Linked DNA regions of Podarcis muralis: region 2 is linked to region 1. A link is a contact called in public Hi-C data. All regions are on one chromosome and are shown on one strand. The core of a region is the stretch at or near the end of the contact, and the rest is flanking DNA. Distances in the headings are between cores, read along the strand shown.

Region 1 (7,789 bases), core at 1,491-3,990:
TGCTAACCACAAGCAGGCAGGAAAGATTTGTTTTTGATCTTATGACCGTTTGGTAAAATAAGGGCAGACAGGTTTCACATCTGGGGTCGGGGAGTGGCGGACTGTTCACTTCGTAGAATGCTAGAAGTTTGGAAACAGTGTTGCTATTCCACACCCGGTCTAAAACAGAACAGCAACGATAGGATAGAATTAAATTGTCTTATGCCTGGGAGCAACCACGGTGTTAAGAGGGAACACAACATGTCTGCATATCATGAGCACTGGCTTTTTATTTTTAGTGGGGAAGGAGGAGAGACACAGGCGGCAATTTAGGTAAATTTGCCTTTGCTGAAATTAGATGTGTGTTTCCATACGGGATCTCCGTTGCTATGTATAATAGTCTCTTTTCAACATAATGATGTGGTGATGATATAAAGTATTTTAGGCTGTAAGCCGAACTCTGAACCTCCATACCTGCAGGGTGCTGTGGAGAAGTGTAGCCACCACCAGATCCACAACCCGCACACTTACAGTAGCAATGGTATTACGGGGTGGGAAGGACCATCAACATCTGTGAGACTAACTCAGGATCTAGCAAAACGTGTGCTGGCTCTGCCTTACCCTTTCTCTACCCTCTGAACACCCCGCTTCAGGGCTTCCTGCTGGCAGGGATACACCAGTGGGCCTCCTGTCTGCACATGCAGCAGGAAGGTAGTTCAATCGGGAGAGCCAAGCAGAGGAGCACCTCCACTTAATCCCAGCCCACCAGTTAGGCATAAATCGGTTTCGATTAATTGCTCTGCCCCAGTGTAACCCTATGCATGTCTAGTCAGAGTTGTCCCACTGAGAACTATGGAACTTATTCCCAGGAATAAGTGTATATAAGATTGCATCCTCATGCTGTGTACACACTATACTGTTTAAAGCACGTTCAAACATAGGCGCCGACTCCATGGGGCTTGAGGGGGCCCGAGCCCCCTCAAAAATTCGTTTGGGGGGGCTCCGCCCCCCCAATAATCTCCGGCGCCCCTCCAGCAGAGCGCCATCGCCGCCCCTCCCCCAGCCCAAAATGCACAGGGAGGGGCGGGCTGCATGCCTCCTGCCCTCCCTCCCGAGCAAAAGCTCCACCCAATTTCCTTTGGAGCTGATTAATAGGCGCAGCACGCTCTCCCCTATTCGCTCACGAGGAGGCGGCGCCACTTTATTTGCATATTCATGAGCTTATTTATTATTCATGAGCTTTCCCGGGCCCCCCCAATATTTTTTTGTAAGTCCGCGTCCCTGCGTTCAAAGCACATTTCCCCCCTCAAAAAATTCTGGAGATTGAAGTTTGTTAAGGTTTCTGGGAACTGTAACTCTGCAAGGAGTAAACTGCTTTGGGGTGGGGGGAATGTGCTTTAAAGGTGTGTGTACACAGCCACAGTATTAGTGAAGTTCACTTAAAACATCATTATATCCCATTCCTGTATAAATGTCCTGCTGTTTCCATTCATGGTAGTTTTTGTATTATACAGTATTGCAAACCTGCACCAGTGACAATATATTCTACAACTAAAGATCAAGCAGGTGATTTATTTATTTTTAAAGATTTTATTAGAGTGCTTTTGTAAGCCACTATCTAGTTATACAAGCTTTTGTGGGGTCTAAAGATCAACAGCCGCTGCCTTGGGTCTACTTTCAGGACATGAAAGCTATCGTGCACCCTTTAGTGATGATGACAACAGCAATGAGAACATCTGCCAAGAGTGAGGCTTGATCCAAGTTGTTTCCTCTGTCACCTAGATATAGCCAGGAGGGGAGATGCTATGAGGACGATCTTTCTTGATTCAAGATACGGGACCCTGGTGAAGTTATGCCTTTGCTTTTGGGGCTACAGTTCAGATCCAAGTAAGAGTGGGATGTCATTGAATACATTCAAGACGAAAGTGGGGATTTTAGCTGGAAATTTTGGTTGTGTTTGTTAATACAGCTTATAGCAGGTGTCCTAATATATAGCTTGTATCACAATACAGAAGCCCATCTACAACATGGAGGTGCTTCTGTATAGCTGTAATTCGCCCCTCCAGTTTACAATTGCATGGATATATTGTTTGATACAGTGGACTACACTACAGGACTACCCAAATGCATTTTTTCTCTATATATGCACACACACACAAAAAAGCACGTTGCATTTTGGGAATGCACCGCATCACATTGCAGCCTTGCCCACCCACCCCCAATTTGCAACGGGGGAGGCTAATGACACTGTCTGATCTGCGTCGTAGGGTTGTCGCAAGGCACCTTTTCTGAGACCCCACGTGCAATACGGAGTGGGTAATCCTGGACAGTTTATTTCCCTCTTCCTAGCGCGAGCAGAGTTTGCTGAGCGCTGAAAAGCCGAATCTTAAATTTAAAAAAAGCTGAACAAAATACCCGAATGGTATTTCCCCCGCCCCACACACAAGAAGACCTGGGTTTCAACGAGAATGAACTTCTGTCTCTGCTTCTACTGGGGCGGGGTGCGCGCGTGGGGTGAGCAGGGCAGGATACGGCCAAATCCCTGCAACGGCTTCCTCCGTGGTCTCTCGTGGAGCGGCTCTCTCCGTTTCACCACTCAAACCAGAGGGAGCCGCGGCGTCGAAAGAAACCCGGTAATCTAGGCTGCGGGCAGCCAAACTTCGCCTTTTCTCTATGGCCAGCTTTCATCCTATCATATGCTAATACGTCTACGGTTGAAGCTGCGGAAGGGCGGAAGTTCCTTCGGGGAAGAACCGCCCGGCGAGCCCCCCGATCTTTGGAAGCTGAGTTCCCCCCTCAAGAACCGCCCTTCTTCTTCCCCCCCGCTGCCCGCGTATGGTCCCGCCGCGTAGCATCCTCTCGGCGCCCAGAGCCCGGGGGGCTTCCTGCTTGCCATGGCGAGCGGCAGCAGCCTGGCGGCGGTAGCTGGCCTCGCAAAAGCTCCCGCCGCTGGAGGCCCCTTCGCGCCCGCCGGCCGCCTGTCGGCCGCCTGCTCCTGGGAGTGCCGGGCGGACCTGGCGGGAGTCCTGCGCCTTGTCCCGGAGGGGGAAGCCGACGCCTGCGAGCCTCTGGGACCCCCGCTGAACGGGTGAGGAAGGCGCCCGAGACCCTGGTGCCGGGGGGGGGGGTACACACGCCCCAGGTCGCGGGCCTTCCTGTTCTCTGGAAGGAGCCCCGGGAGCCGTGGGAAGGAGGCGAGGGGCAGCCGAGACGTGGCCTCGAGGGGCTTGGCGGGGGGCTGCCCCTCTTCCAGACACCCCCCCCCCAACCCCCAGAATGACCGTCAAATGCTGAACAAGCATCAAAGCATTAAACAACCACAGAGGCTTCCGCGTCGTGACTCAGCGGGCAGGGTGTAGGTGTGTGTGGGTTTTTTGCACGAAAAGGATCCCAGGCTCATCAGTTCCCGGCGTCGATCCCTGCCTTGGAAACCTTGGAGAGCTCCTGCCCTCCAAGTGCAGACCCGCCGCTGTCAACTTTTTCCACATTGAACCCAAGCACATTGCACTTGGGGGACCAGCTTCTTAAATCTTTGGCCATATAGTTTGCACGGTTGCACTTGGCGCTGCGACCCAATTTGGATCAATTGGAAGACCAGTGGGTGTAGCAGCAGCCTGGCAAGAATACGCTCTTGTTCTCATTCCACTTTTTCAATCCACCCTTCCCCCTCTGGGGTAGCTTTCTTACTTGCTCTAGAACAGTAGTTCCCAACCTTTTTTTTGGCCATGCCCCACCTAAGCGTCTCTAAAATCCTGGTGTTGTGTCCCCACCCCCTGGTGTGACATATAATTCTTATTATTCAAAAAGTGAACTCCTATTCACGTGGAGGAAGCCTAAAAGGCCATTAACTTAGTCTAACTCATTCTTGAATTGTCCCGCCCCTATAAATCAAATTGCCCTCCTGTGGGGTAAGTCCCTTTTATAAGTTAGGTCCCGAAGTCTCAGCTCCGTTTTTCCATTCTGGCAACCTTGCAGTGACCCTCCACTACCTAAAACAGGGGTCCCAATTTACCCATGGTAGCTTCTGTTATTTTGGTTCAGCAGGTAGGTTTCCAAATCAGGGTAGTAGCCTGCTCTCCGCTGAGAACACAGCCAGGGGCTGCAGAGGGAAGAGGTTCTCCCAGCACTCAACTAATCCACTAGGGGTTCAGTGGACAGCACTGGGTTTGATGGGACCAGTGCTCTGAATAGGTATAAGGCAGTGTCTTGTATAACGTTTATAGGCTCCAAAGCTGAGTAAACCTACTTTACTTTTGAGCAGACGGCCAAAGTTGTAGTACAAGCTTTCGTGGATCCAAGTACGAAAGCTTATTTTACAGTGGCAGTGTGATTGTGTACATGCACCAAAGTAAGTATTATTTCACTTAGTGGGGCTTGCCTACAGATAAGTGTTACATAAAACCTCACAAGACCTTTAGTTGTTTTTGCTGCAACCGACTAGCACAGCTAGGCAGAGAACTCCTGGGTCTTTTAACAGTTTCCTCAGAAAAAGATTTTTCTTAAAGGTACTGCTCTCTCTCTGCAATGGTTAGCCGCAGCTACCAAAATCATTCTTTTTTTAAACCGTGCCTATTAATGGTAGCACTAATGAATTGCAGCAGCTACAGTGTTGAACTTAGATCTGAATTCAAGTCCTCGTTTTCCAAAGAAGCTCATTAACTGATCTAAAACAATAGTTTGACCAAGCCAACAATGGTCAGATACTCTAGTATCCTATCATTCAGACATAGAAAAAAACTGTATTTGAACAATGTGGCAACAACAGGGGTAGATCCAGTCCTGTGAGGTATGTCACTATTCTCTCATTTATTATACAGATGCAGAGTTTAAGCTATATTGGTGATTATATCTTACCGTGCAATCCTGTGCACATTCATTCAGAAGCAAGTCTTGTTGTAAGTCCCAGTGGAGTTCATTTGCACAGTGCAGTTGGCAACCACAGGTTCTGATCTCAATTTAAAATGCAACACTATTCACCAACTAACACTTGTAAGATGAGTATTTTAAAACACACACGCACACACTGTTATGAGCAGTTTGTCATTAACAAAACTTTACTGTTTAGTAACTGGAACTGTCAGTGCTTTGGCTAAATGTATAATTCTAGATGGACTTTCCCACCTTCTAGTGAGAATGTTGTGGTTCTTGAAGGACGATTACACAATGACAACGTAGCTCCATGCTTACTGTACTTGCACTGTGACCCCCACGGTTCAGAAGAAATTATTGGTCTTGGCATTGTCAGTGAGGCCCGGAACATGGAAGTCTACGTTGGTGACGAGTACTGTGGAACTGGGAGAGGAGCGAAAGTCTTTACTGGCCAACATGACAGGTCAGTTGTTTTCTCCTTTTTTCTCCAGGTTGCTGACATGTTAGTTTTATGTGGCACACTGAAAGGAAAGAACTATATGCATTCCACTTCACAAAAAACTTTTCTATCTAATCACCTGGAGGCAGCTCCAATGCAGCATAAGGCTAGCGTACCCATTTCTTACAAGAGAATCAGTTTTAAAATTGCATTTTTTTGAAAACTCAGGCATGACATTTCAAGGAACCGTGGATATATAGGAAGTTTCTTTTAAAGAATGGATGGGGAAACTGTTGTTGGACTCTCAACTCCCACCAGCCCTAGCCAACATGACCAATGGTCATTGATGATGGGACTTGTAGTCTGGTAACCTCTGGAGGGCCACAGGTTCTCCACCCAAGTTTTAAAGCAAATGAAAGAGTTGTCATTTAAAAGAAAAAGACCCAGTTTGAGATGGAAGATTTGGATATTAGATAAAGCATGTTGTCACACTGCATAACCAAATTTTCTTGTTTCTACTTTTTTTTTTTACCAACTTATGCATTGATATTGCCATGCAGACTGCTTTCTGCTAGTGCATTGAAATGCAAAGCAACATTTAGGATGCTGGTTAGGAGCTACTGTTAAAAGAAGTTTCTCCCCCGAAGAAAAAGTGTCTGCATTTGACTCACTGAAGGGAGGAGGATAGAGGGTGAGAGGTTAGCAATGAGACCCTCTGTGGATAGGGCAACCAGCATCATGCCACAAAAGAAAGAAAAGGCTATTGATAGGTAAAACTGTAGGTGTACTGGACGAAGCTGATCCTCCAACTACATGCGTTTCAAGAAGTTTATATGGGAATGACATTGGGACCAGAGCCTTTATTATGCTTGTGGCCCTATGGGGCATAGTGGCCTCCTTACCCCAGCAGTGGAGCATATGCCCACACTGCCCGGGGGGTGGTGTGGTGTGTGGCGTGCGCCCCCAAAGGGGCCGGGGGCTGGAGGGCACCCTCCTGGGCATCACAGTCCGAGGGGGGCAGGGAAGCTGCCACCAACTCCCCTCCTGCTCTTGACCACCAGGTTGGGCCTGACCCGACGGCAGAGCTGCTGCGGCCGAGGAGGGTAGGCGGCATCATTACTGCCCACTCTCCTGCTCTCCTCCCCCAGGTTAGGTCTGACCCAGGGGCGGAGCTGTGCCCAGGCATGAGCGCTGCGGCCAAGGTGCAGCTCCTTCTCGCTCAGAGCCAGGCTCCGATGAAGGAGCCTGCTTTGGGGGCGCCTGTCTGTGCCCCCCATGGACCCCCCTCTCCGCTACACCTCTGCCTTACCCTAAGTGTCAAGACGCCCTCTGGACCAGCATGATTGCATATGGGGCGAGGGGATGCCACTGAAAGGACCCAATTCGTGCATCCATGGAAGCCACACTTGTACTTGTATATGTGGTTCTCCGAATCATAGTCTTGATACATACATTTTTATACATTACTATGTTTAAATCATATTTGGACCCATCAAACCACTCAAAATATATCAAAGTTGTTGATATTTTTAGTCATTGTTTTCTTTTCTTTTCCTGGGCATCAGTGTAAGCAGTACCTTGAAAAACAGCAGTAGGCTAATCTGTGTTGTGCTTCTTGTGAAAAGCTGTTGCATAAAACTTCATGTTGTTGTACAGAATTTCCACAGCTTGTATTTCTTTTTTATTTTCTAGCAAAAATGACCAGGTTTCATTATACCAAAAGTCACTTAAATTGGAGTGCTCCGCAGCCTCTTGTAAGATTAAGGTAGGAAGTTACAGAAATTATTTCTTAAATTGTGGTTATCAATCTTATTTATTCAAAAAGGCAGCACCAATAGAGTGCCATGCTCTGTGTTCTGTTTTGAGTACTGAAATAAAAGGAGGAAATATGATTCCTTTCAAAGAGCAATGAGAGTCTTGTCAGACCTAGTGTTGGCAACTGATGTGATCAGGAATCTCCTGGATGCCTTGCATTGACAAAGGGACCAGTAATCAATTTGAGCTGATGCTGGACCTTAAACAAGGAGCCTGTAGCAGGAAGCACACTGAGATTCTTACTTTACTGTGGAAATTTCTGGGAGAGAATTTTGAGGGGGAAAGACCCACCTAGGCCAGTCCAGTTCTGCAGCAATATCCCAGCCATCAATGTATCTGTGAGATGAAGAGGGGAACCACTGGGGAAAGAGGTGACCTACACCTGGCCTGCCAAAAGAAAAAACCAGCCCTGCATCATGGTGCTCCCTAGACAGCAACTCCATAATAATCACCTTTCCAAAATGTTTTTTTTCTAGACCAAGTTTACTGCTTATAATCCATAATATTTTGTAGAGATAAGTGACTATTTAACTATTTCATCAGTTCACTCCTGTCTGTCCCCCTCCACCATCCAGCTGCTGTCCATCCCTGGAAAACAAAGGGTCCTCATCAGTAAAATCATAGTGCAAGTCAAGCCGATCTGTATGAACCCTGTGCCAGACATTGCTGCGCTAGGATCAGGAATAG
Region 2 (7,789 bases), core at 2,663-5,162, 180 kb before region 1:
GGATGACATCCAGTGATGTCCACCCAATTGTGCAGCAGACTTCTGCTCACGGAACAAAATGCCCCATTTTTGCCTATTATCACTACCACCACATTCTCTTCCAGTAGATTGGCAGACCCTCCAAAGATGATATTGGAGATATTCAGGGAGCTACAGAGTGGAGGACAAAGCAGAAGTAATGGATGAGCAGAAGACCACTGATACAACACAATTTTACTGGTTTCCCAATTTTCCATACAGGCTTATAATCAAAATACGTAGTTTTAAAAACAGAGCTGTCAATCAATTGAACAATTCTGTTCAGCCATCTGTCTTAACCAATTAAAATTAAATATTAACCTGCTGCACTGGCTTATTACTAAAAACCTCAGTAAGGGTACCTTTAAAAAAAATGATGAAGATAACCTCTATTTTTAAAAGTTTTCACTGGTTGCTAGAGAGCAAGACTATCTTTAGCATTCTTTTTTTCATTCCCCATTACAACAAAACATCAGGCCCACACAAGCATCAAAACAAGCTTAACTTGCTTAACTTAAGGCATACTTAACTTAAAGCTCAATCATTAATAAAAGGCCAGGCTAGAGAAGCCCATGTGCAATTCCAAAGTGTTTCTGAGCACAGAAAGGGTGGTGGGTTGCTCCAGAGGGCCTCCCAGTCTTCAAGAGGTAGTTTCTTGTCAGATGGGAGGAGCTGAAAACCCTGTCCATGCAAAACACTGTGCATGACACTTTGGAATCCAGCCTAAAGACTTCAGTAACCTACTAATTAAATCAGTTACACCTTGTAACCCCTTCTTATAACTTCAATAGTAAAACACAAAGTAGTAAAAAAGACTTACATAAAAAGCACAGTCAAGTACAGCTCCTGTATGTTGATACTTGAGTCTCATGGTGTTGGCAGGAACATCATACAATCGAACAGAAGTGTCCCAAGATGAAACAAGCAGAAACTGAGATGTGTTAGGACTAAATTTCACTGATGAGATTCCATCTTCCGGTGGTTGGTTCAACTTAAATTCATTTGACCCAGTCATCTGAATAAGAGAATACAAAAATTATCTATAGATTATTATTTTTTTCTATAGTATCATTGGTAGATTTTAAAGAGAAATTACAACAACAAGAAAAGCCTGCTGGATGGGCCACTGGCACATCTGGTCCAGAACTCTGTTGTCAATATGCAATATGCTGATGACACCCAGCTTTATCTGTTGATGAACAGCCCCTGACTCGGCCCTGGACACACTGAACAGATGTTTGGAAGCTGTGGCTAGATGGCTGCGTGAAAACCAATTGAAGTTAAATCCTTCGAAGACAGAGGTCCTCTGGCAGGGTCAGCACGACATGGGGTTTGGGGCACCTGTTTAAGGTGCTGGTTTTAACCTTTAAAGCCCTATATGCCCTAGGACCCTCGTACTTACAGGACCGCCTCTCCTGGTATGCCCCATGGAGGACCTTACGGTCTGAAAATAATAGTATCTTGGAGGTCCCGGGCCTTGAGGCTAAACTGGCCTTAACCAGGGCCAAGACCTTTTCGGCTTCGGCCCCAGCCTGGTGGAACCAGGACCCTGCAGAACTTGACATCCTTCCACAGGCCCTGCAAGACAGAGCTGTTCCGCCTGGCCTTCGGTCCGGGCACAGTTTGACCCCCCTCTATGGGACCCTGTAAGTTACCTCTTTGGCCCTTTTATTGGCTCATGTGGGACCAACACGGATAGCTGGCCCTGATGAATACTTGATGAATACTTGAGGTTTCCAACCCCTATAGTTGTAATTTGTGGGCAGTCATTTAATTTCATCCTGATTCTAATTTTTAAGCTGTATTTTAATCAATTGTCTGATTGTGTTTTAATGTATTTGATATTTGATGTTAGCCGCCCTGATCCCGGTCTTGGCCAGGGAGGGTGGGGTATAAAAATCTACTTACTTACAAGTACAGTCATACCTCGGCTCCCGAACGCCTTGGGAGTCAAACATTCTGGCTCCTGAATGACTGAAAACCGGAAGTGAGTGTTCCAGTTTTCGAACGTTCATTTGGAAGCAGAATGTTCAACGGGGCTTCTGCAGCTTCCGATTGGCTGCAGGAGCTTCCTACAGCCAATCAGAAGCCACGCTTTGGTTTTTGAACGTTTCGGAAGTCGAATATCTGGCAAATTACTGAGCAGCCTGTAATGTAACATCTTATTGGGGGGAGGGAGAAAAGAAATACCCCCATAACAGTAGAAATGTGGCCCAAAAAGAAAGGTGGGAGAAGCAGCATTAGCAAGTTCTGCTCTTGTGCATTGCTTATGCACAGGCTATTTTGGCTCTGAGAACATCAGTGCCCAGCTATGAGTCGTGAAGGCCATTCCCTGCAAGGCCCTTTCAACCTGGCCTAGGGAGCGGGGCCAAGACTCACCCAGCCCTACCAAAGAGGCTCCTGGTGAGACCAGAGGGACATCGCTATGCCTGACAACAAACCCTAATTATTGATTCTTTTGCCCCATCTTTCAGTGCCTGCCAAACAGCCATGTCATGCTTATGATAATATTTTATTCTCTTGTTAATTATGCTGTTTTAAATGTGCGTTTTATATTTGACTTCACTTATCAATGATTTTTTTTAACTTTTTGTTAAATATGTATTCTGCAGCTGACCTCCTTTGTAATGTTTTATTCTGAAATATTTCTGATAATATTTTAGTCTTGATAATTATGTTGCTTTGACTGTATACTTTATATTTGACTTTCTTCAGAAATGTTTGATTCTGGATTGTTTTATTGATGTTTTAATATGCTGTAAACTGCTTTGAGATTTTTCTTAAAAATATAAAGCGCCATAGAAATGAAATTAATAATAATCAAATAACAGCATATGGAGAAATCAATGTGCTAGTATAACTGATTCCATATTATACAATGTATCCAATACCCTTGTGGTAGTTCCAACTGCATCTCTTAAAATGTACACCATGGATGTGAGAATTCCCCTCTCACAGAAGCACTCTAAGGTTAAACCACTGCTTGTTTTCCCCTATCAAAGTTCCATGATCATGGGATTACACAAATTCCTGGAGAATATGTCCCTCATAGTCATGGCAGCCATATCAGACCCACCAGCTGAGAGCCTAGGTACCAGTTGCTAGGGAGCAAGAGTCACAGAGGGCCATAGCTGTCAACTTTTCCCTTTTCTTGCGAGGAATCCTATTCGGAATAAGGGAATTTCCCTTAAAAAAGGGAAAACGTTGACAGCTATGCAGAGTGCTACTGCTTGCAATGGCATCTTGTTATCTTAGAATCCTGCTTCCTACAAGACTGACCACTGGCCTGATCCAGCAAAGCTCTGGTATTGTCTTTTAACTTATCATTTCAACGAGCCTCGGCATTTACAGCACAAAACCTTACCCCATTGTTGTTAAATGTTTGACCCCAGAAGCGACGAAGGAACCTCGAGTATTGGGGGAGGATTCTTCTTAGGATGCCCCCTGCTTATTATTCCTTAACCCTATGTTATTCCTTATGAGATGCTTACACCCTCCTCCCCCACCCCAATTTCTCAGAAAGGGACGAAGGCAGCAAGGGCGCGCGGGAATAGGCGGGGGGGGGGGGTGTAATGGGCGTGGCCTGGAAGGAGGACCCGCAGCTCCACTTCCCTCCGAGGGTTTGGAGAGGCAATGGCCGAGAGGGAGCCCCCCCCCCCCCAGGCCGCGCGAGGACTCTCCGTCCCAAGGCGGGCGGGGGCGGGGAACGACAACAACAACAACAGGGGCGCCCCTATTACCTTGTCCTCCAGTTTTCCGACGAGGCCTCTCTCTCACTCTCACACGCAACCAACCGTCTTCCTCCTCTCGCCACGCGCGCGCGCCTCGAATACCGAGCCAACTCCCAACAGCCCCAGCTCCGGCGACCGCCTCGGCCGGCGATTGGTTAGTTTAAAATGACTGAACGGCTCGCGTACGGACGTACGCACGCCCGGCATGCTCCGCGAGGCAGCGTTTTGTAGCGTCGACTACAACGCCCAGCATGCAACGGGGTCCAAGTTACCCTTCCGTGGCCTTCCGCTGCTGCCCCCCCCCCCCCCATCTCTGCCTACAGAAGCCCCATCTGCTTCTTTGAGTCTTCCTTCTTTCTTACGTGCCCCTCTCCGGGGCAAACCCTTGTGCTCCTTTCGCCACGGGGAGGCCTTCGGCGTTAGAGCCAACTGTGAACACGGCTCTTGAGGCTGGAGAATGAATGGAAGCGGCTGCTCAAGCCGCACCTGTTTGGGCAGAAAGCAGGTCCTTTGTCGCCTTGATAGGGAGATGGCTCCAAATAAGAGCGCTTTGGATCTGGGTCGTGGTCCTACGAGCACAGCAACTCTCATAAAGGCCAGTGCTCCGTAGATCTCTCGCTTCCTCCATAAGCCCCCTGGTTTGATCTTCCCGTGTACACACCCGCGTCATCCCTGTATGCGGCAGCCCCGTCCACGACTCCATAGCAGTTGTGTAGCAGAAAACACACCGCTGCAAAACCTGCATCCAGCAGAGTGCCGAAATTTCTCTGCACGGGATTTTTTTATATATAGGTTGTTTTCAGTTCAACTCCAAATTAAAAAGTTTTGCAGCTTTGGCTTTAAATGTGTACACGTGTATGTATGAATACGTGAGAAAACTGGGGGGAAAGGGGAACCCGAGGCTTTTTAATTTTTTTCATTCCCTCTTCTTGATTATTTACATCGCGTTTCCTTATACTCTGGATTTCAACATTTAGACGTGCATGCATCATACACACACACTTTTGTCCACGTGTAACTATCATGATTATATTGATAGAAAGGATTCCTACCGAACTATTGCTGGAACTGTTTTCAGTATGTGTATATATCAGCTAAAATATTAGAATTTCATATCTAGAGCCAAGTAAGACACATGTATACCACATGAATTCAGAATACGAGCATTTGACTCTTCTTGCTAGGCTTTCCTGCTGTTCAATGCCTCTCGCTTTGAGGCAGCTTTCGAAATCCCTTCCTAATACCTTGAGTTCTTGGATCCTGACATATTTGCATAATCCTGTGTTCAGGACAAAGGACAATTCGCCTCTGAAAGGAAAGTCCAAGCGGTATCAGATGGAAATTAAACGCGCATGCTCTTAATAGCGAGAGCGATGATCATGAAAAAAATATTGTTGTAATAGCCCTGCCATTGATGCCTCGCGGTTGAATCGACGCAGAAGCAGCAAGTTGGGGATAGTTCCCGGATGGAGAAAGAAGATGCTGGGGAGATACTTGACGGCCCAAGGTTAATCAGTCTACCTCGCAGCTATAGCAGATTGCAATGTATAGATCTCATTGTTTCCCTCCTTTTTAACCTGCTAAATCCTTATGTGTAGTCATGCTTGCAATTAAAGCAGATTAATTCCATCAACCGTTCACAGAAGGATTTCAAGTTAACACACACCACAGTTCTATGCAGGCTGGCTTTAGAAATAAGCCTCACTAAATTCAATGGCGCTTACTCCCAGGTCAGTGGGTATAGGATTGCAACCCTTTAAAAAGTGATGGAAACAACGAGATCTATGCAATACTAACTCCTGGGGGCCGCTATGTCGTTGACTTAAGCTCGGCCAGAGTTTCCTCTACTATCCTGCGGTGGCTGAACACGCTTCCATAGAAGAGCCAAACTGCCTCTGCCTCTTCGCTGTATCGCCACTGGCCTACAAAACACTTTTTAAATATCTCCTGGTGTGTTGGACCAGTTCCAAGGTTTGCAATAATGCACAGGATTGATTAGCAATACGATTTGCAACGCGAGGATAAGGATTGCATGGAAACACCAAATGCATCCATTGCTCTTCCCAAAACGATTTTTTGTTTTGTTTTGCTTCACTGCGTGCGATTGAGATGGGCGACGGATCTGAGTTATGCAAACCGAATATATGCAAACACCATGCACGTCTGTGATGCTATGTGCTATGTGGGTGACAGAGAGGGGTCATTTAAAATCCAATAAACTTGTACTGAAATTCCACTTTAATTCGAATCATCTGTTTTGGGGTATGTTTTACCGAGAAAGCTGTCTTCGATATTAATGTATAGTGAGGCAAAACCGAAACATTCAAGGAACCTGAAAGTAGTAATAGTCTGAATTCAAGAGGCGGAAAAGATTGGAAGGGCACTGATTCTAAGTACTCCTACTGGAAACAATCCTTGTTGGCAATATGAATAACACTTCATCACCACTGAGAGCCTGAAAAACAACTTCTTTTTTATTTACTTACAAATATTCACATACAACCTTGATCATAATGAAAACTTTTTAGAAATATCTCCCGTGCATTACAGTGGAACTTACGCGTCAAGGATAAATAATGCATTTCCTAGGCTCTAGCTAGATCTTTTGTTTGTTTAAAATAGGAGGACCAGGTTCCCCTAAATTCATTTGTTTCTGAGATAAAAGGTCCGTGCATGCACTTAATAGGGAATTACCCTCGTTGGCTTTTGAGAAAATGGTTCAGATAAACAATTTCAAAAATATTATTTTCCACGAAAGAGCGTATCCCGAGCTTATTTTTTACACGGGCCATATGGAGTGTTATCCCCCCCCCCCAATTCTCCGTTTTAAAACATCGTAAATGTAATTTTAGCTGGATTGTGGTTACTTATTGCATTTTAAATAGTCTTCTCTATAAGATCCTGAGCGAACCATGGAACAGGTGGCTGTGATAAACCACGTAACGGCGCCTGCAATTTAAATAACACTTGATGAAGTATTTACTTTTTGTTTAAACGATTCGCTTCCTCCTCTCGGCACATCCGAGGCTGCAGGTGTTTTTCAGCGCTGGGGTGAACGCTCAGATCAATCACGGCTTGGTTATAATGTCACATTTCTATTTAAAAAGGAGCTGGCATGAGATCTTGGCATTTAACAGAATACACCTCAAACTAGGAAGAAAGCCCATTTCCGGAAACACTTGTCAGCTCCGATCGCTTAATAAAGGACGTTCATCTTCTTTTCAAATAACTATATACATGAGCCGCTTTGATCCGAATGCGTTTGACATTTGCAAGCTTTTACCCGGATCTGCAGTGTAGAAGCTTATATTTTCCATTCACTTTAATGAGGGGGAGGAGGAAGAGAAAGAGGAACGCGCCCCATCTGTGGTTTTACGATGGAGGGCACAGAAGTAGAAGTGGCGCTGCGGTTAATATCAATGAGCTGGATGCGAATCACGTAGCATGCCTCTAAACAGCGCAGATCCAAAGCCAGTTAAAACGATTTAAGCCAATTGGCACCTTAAGCGGAAAATCGGGCCGCTTTCAATGGATTTTTTTTTCCTAAATAAGGATGCAGTCCAATACAGACTTACCTGGGAGTAAGTCTCACTGAACTCAGCGGACGTTTCTTCCGAGTCTCCCTCTTTTTCACCTCAGCAACTACTAAGAGTTTTGGGAGATGTGCGTAGACTCGGGATGGTAGGACAGCGACCCAGGGAACATTTTTCGGGCGGAAGTGAGAAGGGAAGGGAAGTTCCCCTGACGTGAACAGAACCCCCATTACAAATAAAAACCATTAGGATCGGGACTGCCTGCCTCTGAGTTTTACCTGTGTAAATTCAGTAACTACAGCTGGATTTAGTAGTAATGGACTGTGTAGCCTGAACTTTTTTTTTTTTAAAAGGTGTGTGGAATATCGGTTCTTGATCGTTTGAGCCCATACAGAAATGGCTGTTTATTAAATATCCCTAAATGACAATGGTGATCTTAAATAGTCTGAAAGAAGTTTAAAACTTCCTGCATGTCTTTCTCCTGACTTTAATCCTGATCCTAACAGC

What was found. Hi-C and Micro-C count contacts between places; a contact is called where the count stands out from the background.
Region 2: a contact with region 1 is called in a Hi-C map of tail, with 2.0 times the contacts expected there. The contact joins the promoter of BUB3 here to the promoter of C6H10orf88 in region 1. A contact is called at or near these places in 2 of 3 Hi-C or Micro-C datasets (blood and tail).

The regions. Positions count from the first base shown.
Region 1 is chr6:54,847,701-54,855,489 of rPodMur119.hap1.1, reverse strand. C6H10orf88 (chromosome 6 C10orf88 homolog) reads left to right here and starts at 2,740. Exons shown (of 6, transcript XM_028730033.2): 1 at 2,740-3,067; 2 at 5,108-5,311; 3 at 6,980-7,052; 4 at 7,678-7,789. The coding sequence starts at 2,874. It overlaps LOC114597413 (disintegrin and metalloproteinase domain-containing protein 9-like), which reads right to left and starts at 2,553. Exons shown (of 19, transcript XM_077930331.1): 1 at 2,432-2,553.
Region 2 is chr6:55,026,902-55,034,690 of rPodMur119.hap1.1, reverse strand. BUB3 (BUB3 mitotic checkpoint protein) reads right to left here and starts at 3,912. Exons shown (of 8, transcript XM_028730014.2): 1 at 3,759-3,912; 2 at 839-1,033. The coding sequence starts at 1,033.